Linked DNA regions of Anser cygnoides: region 1 is linked to region 2. The links are chromatin contacts, called in public Hi-C maps. All regions are on one chromosome and are shown on one strand. The core of a region is the stretch at or near the end of the contact, and the rest is flanking DNA. Distances in the headings are between cores, read along the strand shown.

Region 1 (3,275 bases), core at 319-2,818, 190 kb before region 2:
ACCCAGTGAGACGTGTGTTTAAGGGCCATATGATACACAAGACAAGCATGCTCACAGCCCGGTGTTTAAGGGACTTATGATACACGTGACAAGCATCCCCATTTTGCTGATCTCTGGTACAGCTCAGCCAACAGCAGGGTCTACGCAGGGCATGGCTCGGCTTGTGTCCAAACCCCACTTTTGCATTTCTTTTCTCCAAGTCACACCACATCTTCTCCTTCTGCCCTAGACCCAAAAGCACCAGCCCAGCAGAGCAGTTTAAGCCACAAACACTAAAAAAAAGTTTAAATCCTTGCTCTTCCTACCAGCGCTCTGCATTTTCACACCTCCAGAGAACACTGGCATCCTTGTGGGCTGTACCCTGTGCTGGGATAATCGGGATTGGCACCCAAACCACCCAAAAATCGGGGTCTCCACCCTCCCAGTGGCACATGGTGCTTTTTTCCAGCTCGATGGCTGGGTGTTTATCCCCTCAAACCGTGCCTGCTCCTTCAGCTTGTCGACAGCTCAGCGCAAAGCAAAACGCCAGCAGTGCCGCACGCCTGGCGGTGCCGAAACCAACCCAAAACCCCTTCCTTTGGGGAAAAAAAGAAAAAAAAAAAAAGGCAAGTTGTCGATGAAGCCGGCGGCTGCCATCGCCTCACCTCGGTAGTTGTACAGGGCGTTCCAGAGGAACTGGGAGGCCACCACCGGCCGCTCCACGAAGACGGTCTCCCCTTTGCGGATGCTCCTGGTGGCGAACAAGCCTTTCCCCTGCGAGGGATGAAACGTGGTTCAGGGGAGCCGGGAAGGGGCCACGCACCCCAAACCGAACCCCACCGGGGAGGTTTTCACCCCAAAACCGAGCCCGCCCGGGCACGGCGCTGGCTGAGGCGAGGCGAGGTGCGACCCCACCGAGGCAGCGCCGAGGCTTCTCCCCCCTCTCCCAACTGGATCCGCTGGGATCCATCAGGGCTGTGGTGGCACCGCGGGGCCAAGGGAAGGAAGGAGGAGAGCTGAGGGACAGCGGGAGGGCAGGACGCCCCTCGGGCCGGGCTCACCTTGGCGCTGCTGATGAACCGAGCCTCGGCCGCGGCCCCGGGCTGGGCTCCCGCCGCCGAGCCGCACACGTCCCCCGCCGCGGCGGCCATCTTCGGGCGGCGACTTCCCCGCTCTGACCCGCTGGGGGCGGGAAGCGCTTCCTCCTCCTCCTCCTCCTCCTCTTTCTCTTTCTCCTCCTCCTCTTCCTCCTTCTCCTCCTCTTTTTCCTTCTCCTCACCGGCCCGGGGCCGCGGCCGCCCTTACCCCTTCAGCCCCGCGGCCGGAGGGCGGGCGGGGGCCAGCCGCCATCTTAGCCCTCCCCTCACCTCGCCGCCACCCCGGTCCCCTCCAAAAACAAAAAAAAACACCTCAAAAAATCCTCCAAACGGGGCCGGGGAGCCTCCACTGGCAGCCGGGAGCACGACTGGCTCTCCACTATAAATTACTGTTTTATTTTAACCACCTTGACGGGGAAGGACAGCCCCTCTCAGGCGAGAAGGCGCTGTGCCCCTCACGGTGTGAGGAGACGTGTCCAGCTGCCCTCAAAACTGGCCCAGCCTTCTGCAAAATAAACACAAAATTTGCACACGTTAACATGCGCCCTTGCTTTCCGTTGCTTGGCCGTCTGCAAACGCCTAAAATCCATGAAAACAGAGAGTTTAGTTGTATTTAATCATACTTTAATTCATGCCGGCGCTGCCAGAGCCCGCTTGCACTCAGCCCCGCTCCTTGATCGCGGCTTTGGGAACGTGGGATGGTTTACTTTGGGGAGCTTTGGGTTTTTTTTCGGTGTCACTAGGTGTCACTGTCGGCTTGTGGTTCTCCTCCAAGTGGTTAAAATCCTTTTAGCTTTTTTTTTTTCCTGCGAGCCCCTGTTGGGAGCGCTGCTCTGCAAAGCCATGCCCGCAGTCCTGCAGACAAGGACGCGTGCACAGGTGAATAAATGCTACCTTTTGACTACTATTTTAATAGCATACTCACGCTAACAGCAGCAAGAGTAGCCATTAATGTAATAATAGCGCTATGTGTCCTCTTTCTGTAAGGTTTCAGTGGGAAGTCATAATGTAGGAGTACCAGCTTGAGCCATGACCCAACCCTTCTGCCCATGCTAACCCAATGTGGCATTTCTTACTATAAATGCAGTCCCAATTCTGCAGGAATTGGACAAAAAATATCTACTTTCAACCTTAACATGGGCTATCAATTTCCATTAAAAAAAAAGGGGGGGGGGGTGGGATGGAAACACATGTGCTTTTTTTGTTTGAATAAATTTCACATTAAAATTCAAGTGGTTGGAAATGTTTCCCCCCTGCTTTCTGACACTTACTCACAGGTTAAATTTCAGCTCATCAGTTTAAAAGCTGCCCTTGCTCAACTCCAAGTATTCAAGCCGAGGTCAGTGCGCAGGTTTACCAGCAAACACACAAGTGTGTGAGGGGGAAGTGCTTGTGTTTGTATTGGCATGTCAGGAATGAGAATGGGTCAGAGGAAAGCACATTTTGATGTCTTCTGCTGTTTGAAAGCGGCCGTTACTTTTTGACAACAGGAGTCTTATTAGGAGGTTTCCATTTTTTATTTTTTTTTTAAATCAGTTTCCCGGGAAACACAGAAAACCAAGCACAACAAAAAGGATGGACAGCCCATCCTCGGCAGCTGTGGGGCAAGAAGCCACCAAGGCATCGCTGCCCACCTAGAAACCAAGGTGATGCCAAACCCTGCCATCCCCACCCAGTCCCATTTCTTTTTTAAAATACGCTATTTTTATTAAGAAACAAATCAAATAAATAACACTTACCAAGAAAAAAAAAAAACTTATTTCTATAAATAACAATACAAGAGTAAAGTGATATGCAGTGTTGTGGGTCAGGAGGAGGCACAATGAATTATCCTGAGCTCGCGGCGCACTGGGACTGCAAGGTGACAGCCAGCGTGCGTAGCTGCTGCTGGTGTGGACACCAGCCCCAAAGCATTACTAAAACAGACAGGAAAGCCCAAACAATTATTTAGTCCCAGCCCCTCAGAGCCCTTCCACCCACCATACAACAGCGCGTGGTTACAGATGTGCTCGCCAGGCGCTCCGGGTGCTGCTTGCGCCGTGGTGTGTAAGGAGAGGAGAGAGCAGCTGCCGTCTGGGCCGGGATCAGCACATCTGGCCGAGGGCAGGGGGCCGTCTGAACCAGCAGAGGTGTTGGAAAGCTGCTGTTTTATAACAGCCCCGATCCCCGCACCTCAGCAAGCCGGAGGAGCCCCTTATT
Region 2 (2,838 bases), core at 276-2,775:
ACCTGGAGGAATATCTCCTCTTATAAAGCCAGCAGCAATTAATGAGCCCCCCTGCTCACCCGGGGCGTAGTTGAGCACGCGGACGTCGGGCTCCTCCAGCGCCAGCACCTGGAACATCATGTCCCGGGCAGCCTTCCCGCTGCAGTACAGCGCCCAGTTCTTGAAGGGCTTCAGGGCGCAGAGGGAGGAGATGTTCACCACCGTCCTGCTCGAGCCGGGGCGCTTCCCAAAGGCCTGCAGGGCGGCGGTGGTGATGCAAAGCGCCGAGGTGATGTTGAAGGCGAAGTAGGTGTTGATTTCATCCGGGTCGGTGAGGTCAAGGAAGGATTTGGAGACGTCTCCCAGGGAGCCTTGGAACAAAGGACAAGTGAGGCTGGAGTAGTTAAATACGGGTCAAACAATGTCCGTATTTGCACCCACATTTCCACAAGCAACCCCCCAACACGGACAAGCACCAGGCAGCTTTGCTGGTCCAAGCTCTCCTGCCTAGATCAGGATCTCCTGGCAGAGCGAGGAGCTCGGCACGGCTCTGCTCAGGGTTTTGGGTCACCCCGAGCCAGCAGTGCCCACAGGCAGCACCACGGGGCAAGGACCTGCCCTGCCTGAACAAGCAGCTCCCAACCTTCGGCCTCAAGCGCAATGTCCCACGGGGCACCACACGCTCTGCGCCCGTTTGATCTTCCTGAACCAAGTCAGGGGAAGACCTGAGGCCCTGCTCCTGCAGTGCCGTTACCTACTGGAACGGTTGGCCTTATCACAGCAGTAATGGGGAAAAAGGGGGCCTAAGGCCAGCAGACTTTGGCCCTAAAGCCAAAAAAAACTGCACACAAGGCAGGGCCAGAAGATTTTCTGGAGGACAGAGCTCGGGGAGCGAGGCCGGAGGAAGGCAGGGGGCTGCAGGAGGGGGGGTGGAGTGGCTGCAGGAGCCTCGGCAGCAGCAGAGCACGGAGCTCCTGCGCCACATCCCAGCAAGAAGCGGTCCCGGCGCTGCTGCCCGAGCTCCCCGGCCCCGTTCACAACGAGCCCCCGGCAATCCCCCCGCGCCCACCCTCTCCGTCAGGGACCCCGAGCCCGGGAGTTACCGGCGTTGTTGACGACGAGCAGGGGGCCGGGCGGCGCCGAAGGCAGCAGCTCCCGCAGGGCCTCCTCCGCCTTCCGCAGCCCCTGCCGGGAGCTCAGCTCGGCGGCCACGCACTCCACCCGCAGCCCGGGGGCGGCGGAGCCCCGCAGCTCGGCCGCCAGCTGGGCCAGCGGCGCCTCGGAGCGGGCCAGCAGCACCAGCAGCGAGCCCCGGCCCAGCCGCGGGGCCAGCAGCCGCGCCAGGCTGCGCCCGAAGCCCCGCGAGGCGCCCGTCAGCACGCAGGAGGCCGGGGGCCAGCGCTGCGGCCCCGCTCCCGGCCCCGCTCCCGGCCCCGCTCCCGGCCCCGGCTCCATCGCGGCGCGCCACGGCGGGGGGCGTGGCTTAGCGCCCCCGCGACGTCACGCGCCCCATTCATGCCCCCGCGACGTCACGCGCCCCATTCATGCCCCCGTGACGTCACGCGCCCCATTCATGCCCCCCCGCCGCCCCCTCAACGGCCGCTCCGCCCGCGCCAGCTCCCATTGGCTGCCGCCGCCCCCGCCCGCGGCCCGGTGGGCGGGGCCAGGGCTCGGCTCTACTCCCGCCGCGCCCCCGCCCCGCGGGGCTTCTCCAGCGCGTTTTGGCCCCAAATCGGGGTTTTGGCCCCATAACAGTTGTTTTTTTTTTTTTTCCCCCACGATATATTTTTTTCCCACGATATATATTTTTTCCCGATATATTTTTTTCCCGATATCATTTTTTTTCCTGATATATTTATTTTTCCCCCGATATAATTATTTTCCCCGATATAATTATTTCCCACAAATGTAGTCTTTTTTCGCCCAATATCAAATTTTTCCCCCTACATAATTTTATTTTTCCTCGATATCTTTTTTTTCCGATATATTTATATATTTTTTGCCCGATATCATGTTTTTTTCCCGACATAGTTTTTTTTTTCCCCAATTATTTTTTCCCCTGATATACTTTTTCTTCCCAATATTTACTTGTTGGTTTTTTTTTTTACTGATACAGCTTTTTTTTTTGCCCCCATTTGATTTTTTTTTCCCTATAACATTTTATTTTTTATTTTCCAGTGCAGCTGTTGTGCCTGTTACCCTGATCCAGACCTTCCATACCCAGCGCTGCCGCTCCATGCGCTGCTGGCCTCTTGGCCTCTGTACCCCTTTGTGCTTGCTGTTCACCAGTGTGCCATTAAGAGGGGTTGGTTCTTTGCAAACCCAGTGTTGGCTCTGCCAGAGAGCCCTGGGCACACTGGGATGAGCCCAGCATCACCCCCTGAGCTGCCGCAGGGCCTGGGGCACCTCTGCTGTGAGGAGAGGCCGAGGGAGCTGGGGCTGCTCGGCCTGGGGACGAGGAGGGCAGGGGGATCCCGTCCGTGTCCGCCGAGCCCCGCAGGGAGGTGCGGAGAGGCCGGAGCCAGGCTCTGCTCAGCGGTGCCCAGGGCCAGGCCCAGAGGCCGCGGGCCCAGCGCGGAGCCCCGGCGGCTCCCCCTGCCCCTCAGGCAGCACTGCTGGGCCGGGCGGGTGCCGGAGCCCTGGCACAGGCTGCCCAGAGCTTGGGGGGCTCCTCCTGGGGGAGCTTCAGCAGCCGCCGGGACGTGTCCCTGGGGGGTACACGGGGGGGCCCTGCCCACCTCAGCCACGCTGGGATCCTGGGATTAGGTGGCAAAAGTGTGGCCCGATCCCAGAGAGTCCTAAAGCCCTTTGTAAATAAATATTTCAGTGTGTGAAGATGCAGCCAGCTTTCCAAGAGGG

Evidence for each region. A called contact is a pair of places that touch in the nucleus more often than the background predicts.
Region 1: a contact with region 2 is called in a Hi-C map of liver, with 3 times the contacts expected there. The contact joins the promoter of SMYD5 here to the promoter of SPR in region 2. A contact is called at or near these places in 4 of 7 Hi-C or Micro-C datasets (fetal liver, granulosa cells and liver).

What each region holds. Positions count from the first base shown.
Region 1 is chr4:1,903,198-1,906,472 of Taihu_goose_T2T_genome, reverse strand. SMYD5 (SMYD family member 5) reads right to left here and starts at 1,568. Exons shown (of 13, transcript XM_048045611.2): 1 at 1,041-1,568; 2 at 645-753. The coding sequence starts at 1,130.
Region 2 is chr4:1,718,354-1,721,191 of Taihu_goose_T2T_genome, reverse strand. SPR (sepiapterin reductase) reads right to left here and starts at 1,525. Exons shown (of 3, transcript XM_048045642.2): 1 at 1,083-1,525; 2 at 60-350. The coding sequence starts at 1,434.